3 separate regions of the Mus musculus genome follow, and all the other regions are linked to region 1. Evidence: chromatin contacts called from public Hi-C and HiChIP or PLAC-seq data. All regions are on one chromosome and are shown on one strand. Each heading gives the region's core, a stretch centred on a gene start, on an enhancer-like site or on the middle of the called end of the contact. The rest is flanking DNA. Distances are from core to core; before and after follow the strand shown. Region 1 has its middle 140 kb from the start of 4933406G16Rik. Region 2 has its middle 52 kb from the start of Gm39601. Region 3 has its middle 94 kb from the start of Gm39601.

Evidence for each region. A called contact is a pair of places that touch in the nucleus more often than the background predicts. HiChIP or PLAC-seq counts read pairs in DNA pulled down with a chosen protein or histone mark.
Region 2: a contact with region 1 is called in a Hi-C map of uterus, with 2.1 times the contacts expected there. The contact joins two enhancer-like sites. A contact is called at or near these places in 3 of 484 Hi-C or Micro-C datasets (neural progenitor cells and uterus).
Region 3: a contact with region 1 is called in an H3K27ac HiChIP or PLAC-seq map of neural progenitor cells, with 11 times the contacts expected there. The contact joins two enhancer-like sites. A contact is called at or near these places in 3 of 484 Hi-C or Micro-C datasets (the N1E-115 cell line, nephron progenitors and neural progenitor cells) and 4 of 115 datasets of contacts at active chromatin or transcription factors (astrocytes, neural progenitor cells and stem cell-derived neural progenitor cells).

What each region holds. Positions count from the first base shown.
Region 1 is chr11:19,202,183-19,206,851 of GRCm38.p6, reverse strand. No RefSeq gene overlaps it. Among named protein-coding and RNA genes, the nearest start is that of 4933406G16Rik, 140 kb to the right of the region's middle. Within about 2 kb of position 2,636, at least 62 of the 459 cell types and tissues checked have an H3K27ac peak or open chromatin away from gene starts, as enhancers often do. A contact at or near this core is called in neural progenitor cells and uterus, where this site is marked.
Region 2 is chr11:19,668,546-19,673,214 of GRCm38.p6, reverse strand. No RefSeq gene overlaps it. Among named protein-coding and RNA genes, the nearest start is that of Gm39601, 52 kb to the right of the region's middle. Within about 2 kb of position 1,919, at least 13 of the 459 cell types and tissues checked have an H3K27ac peak or open chromatin away from gene starts, as enhancers often do. A contact at or near this core is called in uterus, where this site is marked.
Region 3 is chr11:19,522,141-19,526,809 of GRCm38.p6, reverse strand. No RefSeq gene overlaps it. Among named protein-coding and RNA genes, the nearest start is that of Gm39601, 94 kb to the left of the region's middle. Within about 2 kb of position 2,584, at least 35 of the 459 cell types and tissues checked have an H3K27ac peak or open chromatin away from gene starts, as enhancers often do. A contact at or near this core is called in neural progenitor cells, where this site is marked.

The sequences.
Region 1 (4,669 bases), core at 1,387-3,886:
GGGCCTCTTCTATGCAAAAGCCTGTGAGCTCCTGCTTAGACTCTATGCTGTGGATGCACATAGAGTCACAGGATCAACTAAACCCACCTTTCCCAAGACAGTTATTCTAGATGCTCAGTAAAAAGAATTGTCTTTGCAGTAGTCCTAACAACCCCATCTGTGAGCTTGTCATCTCCTCAGACCTTTCTTTTCTATAACTCTGTTCTTTACCCATGGAGGCTTTGGCAGTTCACTATTGATCGTAACTGATGCTAGCAATCCTCCAGCAGTGACAGAGCCATGAGTGACCCTCAGAGGAAGAAAGATCTGTAGCCTTCTCCTTGGCTTGGCCATTCTTGTCTCCTAGACAGTGTTCCTTATAGATTAGTCACCAAGTCAACTTTGACGTGTTTCCCTACAGAAGATTAGAAACAGTTCAAAGTTAGTAGGGTGGGGTCATGGAGGAACTCTCTGTCTCTTCTCTATGTAGTATGTTCATACACTCTCATATATATATTGATACACCTTTACTCATGCATTAGTGTACACACACACTAGGTAGATAGATTGTGAAGGGTATGTGCAGCACACAGCTATGCTGTGCATATTGATTTAGTAGACACAGAGTGTCTCATGTGATAGGAGCCAAAGGAAGCCACATCAAAGTCCAGTCCACTTTGACCAACACTCCCTGCCAGGGGGCAGCAAGTCTGTTCCCTTGGCCTCTCTAAGGAAAGCAAGTCTCTGGAGACCTTTTTGAAACACACCAATTCTATTCCCAAGAGATGCAAATGCAAAAGATGAACATCCTACTGCTAATGAGGAAAAGCTGGGCCTCCTCTGAAGAACCTGTGCAGTGAGATGCTATGGATATCTTAAGGGGACTACAGAGGTAACTCAGGGGTTTAAGAGTCCCTCTTGAAACTATCCTGGGTTTAGTTTCCAGTACCCACATGGTAGTTCACAACTGTCTGTAACTCTAATCCCAGAGGCTGGACATCTTCTGGTCTTCATGGGCCCCAGGCACACATGTAGCAAAATACTCATGCACATACAATAAATATATCTAAAAATTTTAAAAGACATTTTAAAATAACATTTAATTTAATGTATTTAAATATAATGAAAGTAGAAAATGTTTATTAATAAGATGCTTGGAGTATATAGTTATGTTCAAATTTAATAACAGAATAAAATAATAGGAAAAATACTTTTTAAAGAATCTTGATCTACAAAAAGTGTTTCTAAGCAGTAAATAAAAGTGATTTGCTTTTTACTTTCCCTAATATCTTCATAATAAAATCATTTAATCTGTTAACAGTTATCAAAGGAAGATAGTCTAGTTTTTAATCTATTTAATATGACATTTTGGGAGCTGGTAGCATTCATTCATACAAGAGTGATACCACACAGGGTAGCAGAAGCATGCCCACAGGCTCCTTTGATCACCCCATGACTCCCTCTCCAGTGAGCAGTCAGTGTGTGTTGAGCATCCATAGATCAACACAATCCAGGATGACAGGGCAGGATTTACAGTTGCTTGTAGATTCTTCTTGACTTGTCTTTGAGACAGACATGGATATGGAAATCACAATTCAGAAAGGCAGAACTGTCACAGTCATGAGCTGTGGAGCCTGGGCCTGAAGTGTGTCTTTTGACTCTCACTACACTAGGCTGCTGACATTTTTAGTGCCCCCCAACAAGAAGACAGCAGAAGACACAACAGGAGTCAGAGAGAAGCCATCTGGCTGGGACTGAGACGTCTGTCCCTCTGTGGCCACCGCTGGATTCCCGTGTGCACATGCCCTCTTCTAAAGTGGAGTTTGCTTAGCTTTAAGCGGGTATATCGCATCCTGTTCCCTCTACTCAAAAGAGAGATATAAAGGGGAGAACAGTTGCCTTCAGCTCCAGATAAATGGCAGAAATTGAACTGGGCAGTGTCTCCCCTGGAATCCTGAGTCCAAAATTCGCAGACAAATCACCCAGTGCAGTGCAGGAGAACAAGAGGAAGTCCATTGTCCTTGCCAGCTGGAAAACTCCCACCCTGCAAGACCAAGGAGCACCATCTCTCCCCAATCAAGACATCCCAGGCATCCCTGCAGCTGCAGCCACAGAAGCCCCCCTCTCCCTCCCTCCCTTCCCGACGTCACCGGTGCACAGCTTTATTTTTTCTGGCCTACATTTTGAAGTCTCTCCACACTGATGGACTAAACTGGAAAGTATAATCCAATTGGCTCCGTCCAAAGCAGATGCCACATAATCACAATCACATTAATAAAGCTGGCGAGGGAATACGAAGAATTTGATGGGGTGGGGGAGGAGACACTAACAACTTCCAGAATGCTGGCACTGAGTACTTTTTTTCTAGAAACAGGTCCCGGGGAAGCCGGCATCCCCATCTTCTACACTTCAAATTGTATAAACTCCAAGAAAAAAAAATTTTTTTGGAGGGCGGGGAGGGTGATGCTTTTATTTTTTTTTGACTTTTTTTTGTTCTGTTTTTGTTTGTTTGTTTTTAGTTCAGATGAAGGGAGAAAAAAGGCAGAGAAATGCTTGCTCAAATCTTTTCAGCACTCGGAGTCTTATTTATGCACGGGGTTTCCAGCTGCACATGACATAAGTCGAGGAAAACTGGCACATCCTCCCACCACAAGTGCAGTAGAGCCGCAAGTTTGGCAAGTTGCTCTCGTTGCCAGATGCCTCTGCTGTTTCTGCAACTATGGATTCAAGGCACTCCAATTTTTTTCCTTGCTGGGAATACTTTCAAAGAAGAACACAATGTTTTGGGTTGCCTGGCCAAAGTTTAGCTGTACTTTTACATCTTTGCCAAACTTCCTGTTTTTAGCAAAAACAATTTATTATCTTGCTAGTTCTTTAGACCCCAGAGGATTTGCAGGCACAAATAACTACTTGATTTCTGTGTCTTTTCTAAAAGAATCTCATTCCTTTTCCCATAATTATCTCATAGATGCTAGGACAGGAACACATTTAACTTTTTGGGCGTGCTACCAAGGTGTAGAAAAGGTTTTAATTATTCAAACCTTTATAGTCTGAACTTTAAAGAACTGACAGTTATTTTTTTGTGTGTGTGGGCAAGGAAAATAATTCTTTTCAGGTGGTTTGGCAAGATTACAGCAGTATGGCATGTGTATCATACAAGCGAGTTTGGCGTCAGTTTGCACTGGGGACTCGAGATTAGATTGGGGAAACTTTATTAATCAGCAGCAATCAAAGAAAACATTCAACCAGACACTATGTGTGTGCATGTGCATGTGGGGGGGGGGGGTGTGTGGGGGGCAGTAATTGGACAGGGCCATGCTGTGTAACACACCTGGGTGTCAAATTCATGATCCTCCTGCCTCAGCTTCCCAAATGCTGGAGCTTATAGGCCTGTAACATCATATTTGGCCCAGTCACACATTTTTGATTGAAAAAAAAAAATCAACTTTGTTAGGTGATCACACAACTCCCCTCCCCTTGATATGACCAGAAAACCAAACCAAACCACAGACTAAGAGCCTTCTCCTTCCTCAATTGTCGGCAACCAGGCTGACTACCAACCTGTAGATAAAGAGAAAATGCAGTTCACTACTAGATTAGAGATGACTGTGGGTAACCTTAGCATTTTCATGAACAAAAATGTCCTCAGTAAAAACAAAACATTGCTGCAGCCACTCACATAAATGGATAAAATCAGCAAACAGGATCAATCGGGGCCTGCTTCCTGACGGTGGCCTGCAGTAGTCCTATGAAACAGTGCAGCCTATAGCAAAAAAAAAAAAAAAAAAAAAAAAAAAAAAAAAAAAAACCATGCCAGGGTAGAAGAAAACTGAACTTCGGAAGACATAGCCAGGTACAACGTGTCTTTCAAAATTACTTCACAGTACCTGTGAAGACTAGAAAACAGATCGTAGAAATGAGAATAAAATTAAATTAGCAGATCTACTTAGGAAACAGTGAATAGTAACGAGACAGCGCAGCATGGTCCTATAAAGGACTGGCTTCAATAGTGGCATCAATTAGGATGCTCATGTCCTGCTTCTGGTCTTTTTCTCCCCTCCCCCACTCCTCCTCTCACTCCCCTTAGTCCCCCTTTCTCCTCCTCTACCACCTCCTCCCTTTCTTCTTCCTCCTCCTTCCCTCCCCCTCCTCCCTCTTCTTCAATTGATACTTTGTGATTCTCTTGAACAAAGTCTGGCCAGAAAACAAGATTTAAGTCAAGTTAGCCATTCACCAGGCTGAAGCACACACATAAAGAGAGAACTGAAAGGGAAGATTTTGCTAAGGAATTTCCTCCATTCAAGACCTCTCAGGCATTGCAGAGAACAAGGCTGCAGACAGCCTGAAATTTGTGACAAAGTTTTCTGGAGGTGAAATTCACCTTCCTCACTAACCTTATGGCATGTGCTTTTAAAGAGTTATTTTTAACATTTCAACATAAACAATGCCAATGCTGAAAATAGGATCAAAGGAATTCTGTCTCCATGCAGACTTGCCAAAGACCAGAGCCAGGGCCAGCAAATGCGAATAATAGGCAGTGAGTATGAGTTTCCTTTAAAGGAGAGGATGTGACTCTCAATATTGCTTACTCACAAGCCCATTAATATTCAAATAAAGTGAACATGCTGTGTGTGCAGGTAGTCACTGTATCCTGCTTGCTGTACAAAGGTCTCTCTTCCAAGCCTTCAAA
Region 2 (4,669 bases), core at 670-3,169, 470 kb before region 1:
AATTGTGTGGGTTCAACCTGCCTCGCTTTCCTCTGCTGGGGAATGGCATTCTTGCAATTTGACACCAGCAATGGGTAGGTTTTTTTTACTGGTCAGCACCTCTGATTGGAAGTTATATAAATCTTTGATTAATTTTAAAAAATGGGCAAATGAGGTAATTGTTACTTCATAAATCTGGCTTAATGAAGAAAATGTTTCTAATTTAGGCACTCACAAAATGAAATGTTAAAAGAGCGGCTTGTGATGAAGAGCGTGGCAGTCTCCTGCCTCCCCTAGTGATGGGATGTGTACTGCTGGGGACTGCCTCTTGCTCCCAGAGCTGCTGGGCCAGGGTTAGGCAGGCAACAAAGGCTTTGGACTCCTTCCCCTTTCTTTATACTCTCCAGAGAGATAAACTAACTGGTCATTACTGGAAGGCAGTGTTTAGGAAAATTCATATCCCAAATATGTATTTAAAAAAACTTTCTATTTCTCTTAAAATTTATTATTATTATTTTTTGAAACAGGGTCTCACTATGTAGCCCAGGCTAGCCTATAACTTACTATGTAGACTAGTGGTTCTCAACCTTCCTAATGTTGCAACCTTTTAATACAGTTCCTCATGTTGTGGTGACCCCTAACCATAAAATTACTTTTATTGCTACTTCATAACTGTAATTTTGTTGTTGTTATGAATTGTAATGTAAATATCCAATATGCAGGATATCTGATATGTGACTTCCAAAGGAGTCCGGACCCACAGGTTGAGAACAATTGATATAGACCCATTTGGCCTCAAACTCAGAGGTTCATCTGTCTCTGCCTCCTAACTGCTAATTAAAGGTGTGTGCAATCATGTCCAGCACAACTCTTTATTCTTTGGTTGTGAGTCTTAGCCTTTAACAATGTGTGTGTGTGTGTGTTTGTGTGTATGTGTGTGTGTGTGAGAGAGAGAGAGATATTTCCAGCCATTATCTTTTTATTCTCTCTCTATTTTTTATTTTTTTGTGTGTCTGTGAACATACTGTTGTGAATAATGAAGTCATCGAGTTAAATAATGTAACTTTATTCTCAACATTTAGCTCATCAGAATCTCTAACATAATGTGAGACACAGTTATTCCTGGTTCTAATTTGAATGGCCTGGGTGGAGTCTAGGAGGGCTAGTGCTTCCTGGCTCGCCTGGTGTGTCTTTGGTGCAGCTTGAATTAAGAATTCATCAGCAGACAACAGCATTCAAATGCCTGCAGAACTTCACTATGCACTGGTTCTTGTGTCTACCATGGAGTTTTGGATTTAATTTACCTAGAGCTCAGCAGCCTTAGCTTTGGGCGAAGGCAGGGGTAAGTGGGGGCGTGGCTCTGAGGAGCTATTAGGAGCCATGCGCCTATATTGTGATATTCACCTGCCTCTACGTCAATAACTTTAGAGTTTATCGGGCAGAGTTACTCTAAATTGCGAGAACACCGATTCTAGTGACAGAAGGAAAAACCCCCTTCAGGGTGCAGGGACAGTAATGTTACAAGATTAGTAATTATAAAGAAAAGCGATGTTTTTCATTGTTGACAAAGGATGAGACCAGCAAGGGGATAGTACTTATTGTGACAGCCTTGTCTTCCCAAGTGACAGAAGATTCGTGAACAGTAGGGAGCTGCCTTTTTGGGGTACAAACAATCCAGTGTAATTGGCACCAACGCTGACAGCCCTGTAGGTTTCCAATTTTACTTTAAAAGGCTGAACCTTTGCCAAGATCTAAGGTCTTCCTCCGATTGGGAGAGCTGAGCTCCCCAGGGTAACCGTTGTGAGGAGCCTGATGCTAGGTCTATAGAGGTCTCCCCCTAGAAGAGGCATCGGGGAAACAGCCCCTGGGCCTGGAATGTTCAGTCTCAGCCACAGTTGGCTTTCTGCTTCTCCACAGAAGCCACTTGGGAGCAGTGTGGCTTTGCTTGTGAGGAAGGCCGCACAGGGAGCCTTCCCGGAACCCACGGCACAGCCGGGGAACCTGGAGTCCCCTGTGATGACAAGTGAAATATTTCACAGAATATAAATCTTTCATCTTGCAAATGTTCCTTTGGTGAGAAATCAGACAGTGGGTAAGGAGTGGGCAGAGTCCTTCCCGGTGAATAAAACGAAAAGGGACGCTTCCTGCCTTTGTTCTGTGACTTGTTAGTGCCAAGTTGTGCTAAAGGAGATTTTTCTGCTTGAGATGGGTTCATTGCCCACAACAGACCCTTTAGCTCACTGACACTATGCATGTGTGGAGCTGGAGCGGAGAGGGGGGAGAGGAGAGAGAGAGAGAGAGAGAGAGAGAGAGAGAGAGAGAGAGAGAGAGAGAGAGAGAGAGAGAGAGAGAGCGCCAGCGAGCCCAGGCCTTCTGGTAAAGGTTAAACAGGAGCATGTGACTTGTATCCTCTCAGTCTTGCTTTCACAAGCACTTAAATAGAGTTGATCTGGGTCTTTGACTTAGGTCCTTAACTATTTATGCAGCTTGCCTCCCAGAAGTCCCATCTAAAGCATCGCTTTATAAAGTTATCATGAGATATCTGTGAGAGGTTATTAGTACTGTGTCCACATTTCTGGGCTCTCGCTGGTTTGTAAGGTCTTTGGGGGTCATTAGAAAGGGAAGAAGAAAGGGAACAGGAAGCTGGGGATGGAAGTCTGGGATGATGGGGCAGGGGTGCAGGGAAGAGGGGCGAGAGAGGATCAGAAGGATCTCCCCCAAACTGTCCTGGCGAGAGGAAGCTGGGTTAAAGAATGGATGCGATCAGCAGAGAAGGTGTCTAGGTTCCTATGAGCTGATGCTCATGGGTAGCTTGGACCCAGCATACAAGCCTACTAGTCATTCTTGCTCTTTGAGTCTCTGAGGAGCAGACATCTGACTAATAAAGATTAGAAGTCAGCTAGTACCAGGCCAACAAGGAAGTGCTTCACTGTAGAGAAAATATACAGGGATACCATGAATGTTTGGGGACTTCACACAGAAAATGAAAGGGGAGTGGATCCCGGGCATCTACAAATGATCTATCTATGACAGAGAAAGTCCTTCAGGTGAGCAGCCCCGAGTAGGGTTGGAGCAGTGACCATGCTCATTGCTTGGTGGGATTTTTGGATTTTTTCTACTGAGGGTTGATATCTGGGAGAGTAAAATCTCTAGATTTGATTGTGCCAGTCATCTGACTGTGAAACCTGAAGGTTACAGACTTCTGCTCCTCAGCAAGGTGTGGGAGAGATGAAAAGCTCTTTCTCTGTTTCTTCCTCCTTGTTTTACACACTGATGCTGCATTTTCCCGTGGAATTCCCACCCACAGGACTACAGTTGCTTTTCCATTGCTGGGAGGGGACACCATGACCAAGGCAATTTAGAAAAGAAGGCGTTTAATTGGGGGTTTGCTTGCTGTTTCAGAGGGTGAGTCTAAGATCATCATGGTGGGGAACATGGCAGTAGGCAGGGCATGGGAGCAATTGAGAGCTGACATTTCATTGTACAAGCAGGAGAGTGGAGAGAGGGGGAAGGAGGCAGGGGTGGGAAGAGGAAGGAACAGAGAGAGGGAGAGGGAGAGGAAGTGAAAACTTGGCCTGCTACAGGTTTTTGAAATCTCAAAGGCCACCTCTAGATACATCTTCTTTCTTCTTCTTCTTCTTCTTCTTCTTCTTCTTCTTCTTCTTCTTCTTCTTCTTCTTCTTCTTCTTCTTCTTCTTCTTCTTCTTCTCCTCCTCCTCTTCTTCTTCTTCTTCTTCTTCTTCTTCTTCTTCTTCTTCTCTTCTTCTTCTTCTTCTTCTTCTTCTTCTTCTTCTTCTTCTTCTTCTTCTTCTTCTTCTTCTTCTTCTTCTTCTTCTTCTTCTCCTTCTCCTCCTTCTCCTTCTCCTTCTCCTTCTCCTCCTCCTCCTCCTCCTTCTCCTCCTCCCCCCTGTCCTCCCCACCCCCTCCTCCTCCTTCTCCTCCTCCCCCCTGTCCTCCCCACCCCCTCCTCCTCCTTCTTCTTCTTGTTTTTGAGACAAGGTTTCTCTGCATAGCCCTGGTTGTCCTGGAACTCACTTTGTAGACCAGGCTGGCCTCGAACTCAGAAATTTGCCTGCCTCTGTCTCCCGAGTGCTGGGATTAAAGGCGCGTGCCACCATACATCTTCAACAAGGTCAAACCTCCTTATCTTTCTCCAAATACTTCCACCAACTAGGTACCAAATATTCAAATCTATGAATATGTGGGGACTGTTCTCATCCAAATCACTACACATGGCTTTGGATCAACCTCCCCTTGAAAGGAAGGAAGGTAACATCACCTATAAACTGACAAACAATTGAGGATCAACCATCCTATTAAGCTGAAAGCCCTCACTCTCCATTTACCTTGAGAACTATGACAGTATTACCTGGCACCCTATAACAAGATCTTAAGTGGTGGTACCTGAATGATCATGTTCAATGGCAGAGCATCTTGGATGGTTAGTGTCTTCATCAGGGATACAGTTGTTGTGATGACCAGACTAGGACCAAGCAACTTGTGTAAGGAATGGCTTGTTGGTTTACACTTCCACAGCATCCACTGTTCATCACTGAAGGAAGTCAAGAAAGAAACTTAAGCAGGGCAGAAACCTGCCTGGAGGCAGTAGCTTATGTAGAGGCCTTTGAGGAGTGCTGCCTTCTGACTTGTTCTGCTGCCTTGATACAGAACCCAGGGCCACCAGCCCAGG
Region 3 (4,669 bases), core at 1,335-3,834, 320 kb before region 1:
CTGATAAAGGAAGAGTTTGTTCTGGTTCATAACTTAAGGGATACAGCCCATCATGGTGGGAAGGCAGGGAGGCCAGTGGGCTGTGAGAACTTGTACTTTGGCTTCCTAATGTGACTCTGACTCAAGAGGCAAAGAATATGATCAGCTGGAAGTGATGCTGGGCTAACCTAAAAGACTATTCCTTCCTTAGTGACCCATAGCCCTCAGCTCGGCTCTGCTTCCTAAAAACTCCACAGCCCCCTAAAACAGTGTTATCAGGAGGGAGCCAACTAGTAAAACACAAGACTTTGTGGGACATTTTACACGCAGATCACTAAAGTGATCTGTGATACAAAACCCAGGACACATGAGAGAATGTGTCCGAGCGCCTGTTTGTGTGTGTGTGTGTGTGTGTGTGTGTGTGTGTCTGTAGGTGCTAGAACTGCAATGAGACCCTAGTTCCAGTTTCTTACCACCTGTTCTCACTATGCTGTGAAATGGCTATCTTATCAAGGATTGTTTTGGGAATGAAATGCCACACCATTTGGGGGGGGGGGGAGTTACTGCACTCTGATCAAATGCCACTGTCTCATCCTACCTTTAATACTGAGGTCTTTGTAGTCTATGAGTCTAGGAAGCAAGTCACGAGGGGTTGGAGCTTGGTGGAAGCTTGCTTGTGATAGCCTCAATCCTGTCATCTGAACCATCATCTCAGGACCTGTTGGGCATGTTAGTTTATACTCAGCACTAGGGACAGCATTAGGGGACCAGGGCTAGCTTCCTGAAAGATGTCAGCTCTCTCATGCACTTAGTGCTGAGTTCCTAAGCATGTGAGATAGCATGGTAGCAGAGGCCACAGGATGTTGAATGCTCTCTGAATAGTTTTCCCTATTCAAATCCCTCCCCCGATTCCCAGATAACTCAGGAGAACTTGAGAAAACTTCTGGTTTCCTAGACTTTCCCAGCCATACACAATGCTCTTCAAAAACAAGGCTTTCTTTCTTTCTTAGCTGTTTCTTCTTCTCCTTCTTCTCCTTCTCCTTCTCCTTCTCCTTCTCCTTCTCCTTCTCCTTCTCCTTCTCCTTCTCCTTCTCCTTCTCCTTCTCCTTCTCCTTCTCCTTCTCCTTCTCCTTCTCCTTCTCCTTCTCCTTCTCCTTCTTCTTCTTCTTCTTCTTCTTCTTCTTCTTCTTCTTCTTCTTCTTCTTCTTCTTCTTCCCCTTCTTCCCCTTCTTCTTCCCCTTCTTCCCCTTCCTCCTCCCCTCCTCCTCCTCCTCCTCCTCCTTCTCTTCCTCCTCCTCCCCCTCCCCCCTCCTCCTCCCATTCCTGTTCCCCCTCCTCTCCTTCTTCCTCTATTATTCTGGAGAACATTGTAAGCAACTATTCTACCAATGAGCTACACTGCCAGTCATCGGAGTTTTGATAAGCCCCAAGGCAGGACCTGATATGATACAGATATAGAGGCCAGGCCATGTTTGCTGTGTTTGTAGTAACAGTTGTTGAAGAGAGTTGGTGTTGCCTCTGCTGCATCAGGCAACTGGAAGAGCTCCCAAGGCCGCCCCCACCCTTTGTGGAGGCAGCTGTCCTTTTCAGGTTGTAAGGCAAAAAGGAAAATTACTCATTTTGGATGGAGGTAATAGAAAAGCTAGAGTGGCTGGCTTGGCTGCTCCTGTTTTTCTAAAGAAGACAAGGAAGTCAGGAGTCTTAAAGTTACTAAAAAAAAAATTTTTTTTTTAATGTATGCCTGTGCACCACATGCATGCCTGTTTCTTATGGAGGCCAGAATTTAATTCAGTATTGGATCTCTTTACATTGGAGTTACAGATGGTTGTCAACCACCATGTGAGTACTGAAAATTGAACCTGGGTCCTCTATAAGAGTGGCTAGTACTCTTAACCGTTGGTCCATCTATCTTTCCAGCCCTTTGGAAGTGCCTCATAGGAGACCATCATCGGACTATAGCAGCTTTTGCACTCAGCATGCCAGACACTGTCCTCTCTCTCTGCATCCTAAACATCAGCTCCTTTGAGCCTCACCATGGCTCTATGAATGTTGATCATCCTCACTACTTTATTGCACCATGGCTCTATTAATGTTGATCATCCTCACTACTTTATTGATGAGGAAAACAAGGCACAGTTTGAATAAGAACTTAATTTGTATAAATACTAAATGGCATGGGGCAGAGTCAGAACTTGAGCTGTGGACATTCAATTCTGCAATCTCTGTGGACTTTGGTCTGTAAGCTAGGTGAAGCAGCATTTGAACTGGAGGATTTATTTATTTATTTATTTATTTATTATTTATAGGTGTAATGCATGCGTCCCCTTTGTTTTTTCTTGATATCAATGACTTGTCCCTGTCATTGAGACTCCCCTCTCTTGATTCACTGCGTGATGCTTCCTGTCCTGCCTTTATTCACAGCCTCACCCTGACATTTACATACCCACCCCCTTCTAGCTCTCACTGCTGCCTCCCTTGCCAAGTACAAATAATGACTGTTCTTTTGCTGGTCCTTGTTTCTGGTGCAGTGGGACAAAGAGGGGAGCAGAGAGAAATGTTTCTCAGAGCCCGGAGGTGGCCAGTATTGAAAAGAGGGAGCCCTGGTAACAGGCGCAGGGCGGAGACAATGTCCTTGCTCTATTGATGTCTGTCTCAGGGAAGAGGTTCTCAGTAGAAGAGCCAGCTCTGGTTTAAATAGTGTGTGTGTGTGTGTGTGTGTGTGTGTGTGTGTGTGTGTGTGTATACATGCGTAGTTTCCATGTGGTAGGAATACAGAGCCTCAAGCTAAGTGGCTTTGTGAATAGTGGGCACAGGCATGCCTGCTTACAGCACAAGTTAAACACTTTCCTGCCTTCTTACTGGTCAGTGAGATAGTGAATGAAAAGCCCAGGAAGCAGGTCACATAGGCTGTGTGGACGAGTATCTCTCTGTGGGAGTCCATTTTGTAGGTGTACAGTGTAAGCTTCTCTGCTTTGCACTTCTCCTTTCCAGCTCCAGTTTAAGTTTGTTTTGGTGCCCAAGAAGCCAAATATTTTTCCTTTGCCGTTGCAGAAAGACTTTCGTCAAATTCCACGCTGGTTGGCTCCACTGATTTGCATGTGAGGAAATACAGTCTGGTTGAGGATGCAAATGTTTGCCCTTATTTCCTACCTATGGGCTCTCTGCTTCTTATTTGGGGAAAGTCTACTTGAAATAGTAGCTTAGAGAGATTTGGGCAATTGATTTAATTTTTAGAGACTTCTTGTTGGTCAGTCAGTTCAGGCCTCTTTTTATATTAACTCATTCGTTCATGCTCATGATAAGAACTTTTGAGCATTGTCATTAAAAAATACAATACAAAGACGAGTCAGTAAGGGGCCTAGCCTTCTAGGAAATCACAGGGAAACACATTTTAAAATGTAATCTGGAGCTATTTCGGATCTGAATGAATTCTTTGTATAAACAAGTTTTCAACTCATTTCAATTGCATACCATATTGTGGCTTTGTCATTTACTGAATTGCATTGCAATCCCAGGCAGGACAACAGAAGTCTCTTCTGCTCCTTATGGAGTCATAGCAATATGACTGGGAGGCATTTTAAGGGCTATTTCTCAGTTTTGTGCAAATCCAGAGCTGCCACATGCAGGACTCTGAGCTTTGTCTTTGCCCACTCAGTGTCAGGAAGGATTATCAAGGTGTCCTAATGGGATCCTGAGTGTTGGGCCAGTGCACCTGCGAGTCCCAACACTGTGCACACCTTGATTTGTCATACTGCGGTTGGTATGCCTAAGCTATCCTTTGTGGACCAAATGTAGAGGGTCTTACAACAGCAAATAGAAGAATTCAAATTTTTGATATTATCTACAATCCTCTAACAGCTTCTGCATGGCTGTAGGTTTCAGAATTCCAAGCTAACCTGTGATTTAGATTGAGGTTGTTAGCCATTCAATTTGTCAGTGGGGAACTTGGGACCTATAAGGACCAGAGAGCAGTTAGGAGGCTGTTACATTTTGTGTGAGGGTAGTGTGGGTGCAGATGAGGGAGGGACAAACAAGAAAAAAAAAGGTGGTGAGGGACTCACGAATTGCTATTCTTGGGATTTGGCATGACTGGGTTGTTGAGCATGAGAGCAGGGGATCCTGATCTAAATGTGAAGAGGGAAGAGTGAGGAGAAGGAGAGAGATAACATTTAAAGGTCTTGAGTTGAGGTGTCTACAGAATACTCTAATAGAATCCACTAGAATCTCTGTGGAACTGGAGGCATAAGATTTAGAAGAACTTTTCTGGAGAAAAAGAAGGGAAGCAGATGGCATTAATGAGAGGACACAGGAAAAGGAATCAAAGGTCGTGCTTCAGAATTCTAATAATTCATACTTTTAGGGCTTGGGAGAAGAATATGCAGCTAGAAGAGGGACCAGAAAATTAAGTATTGTGTTACTATGACAGGGACAGAGCTGGTTTCATGAAGGAAGTGGCGAACAATTGGATCAAGTACTGGGAAGCTGTTGAGAATGTGGCTATTAGAAGTGACCAGGGACTCTTAAATGAGAAGATCCACTTAGATGCTGTGATGCCACTGTCATGTTAACTCTGGTGTCTGCAATAGGGAAGGCAATTCCACCTCTGAGAATTAGTAGATAGGGTGGAAATGCGAGCTCAGAAGGGCCAATGGTACCAGCCAAGAAGAGACAGTGCAGAGGGAGCCAATTC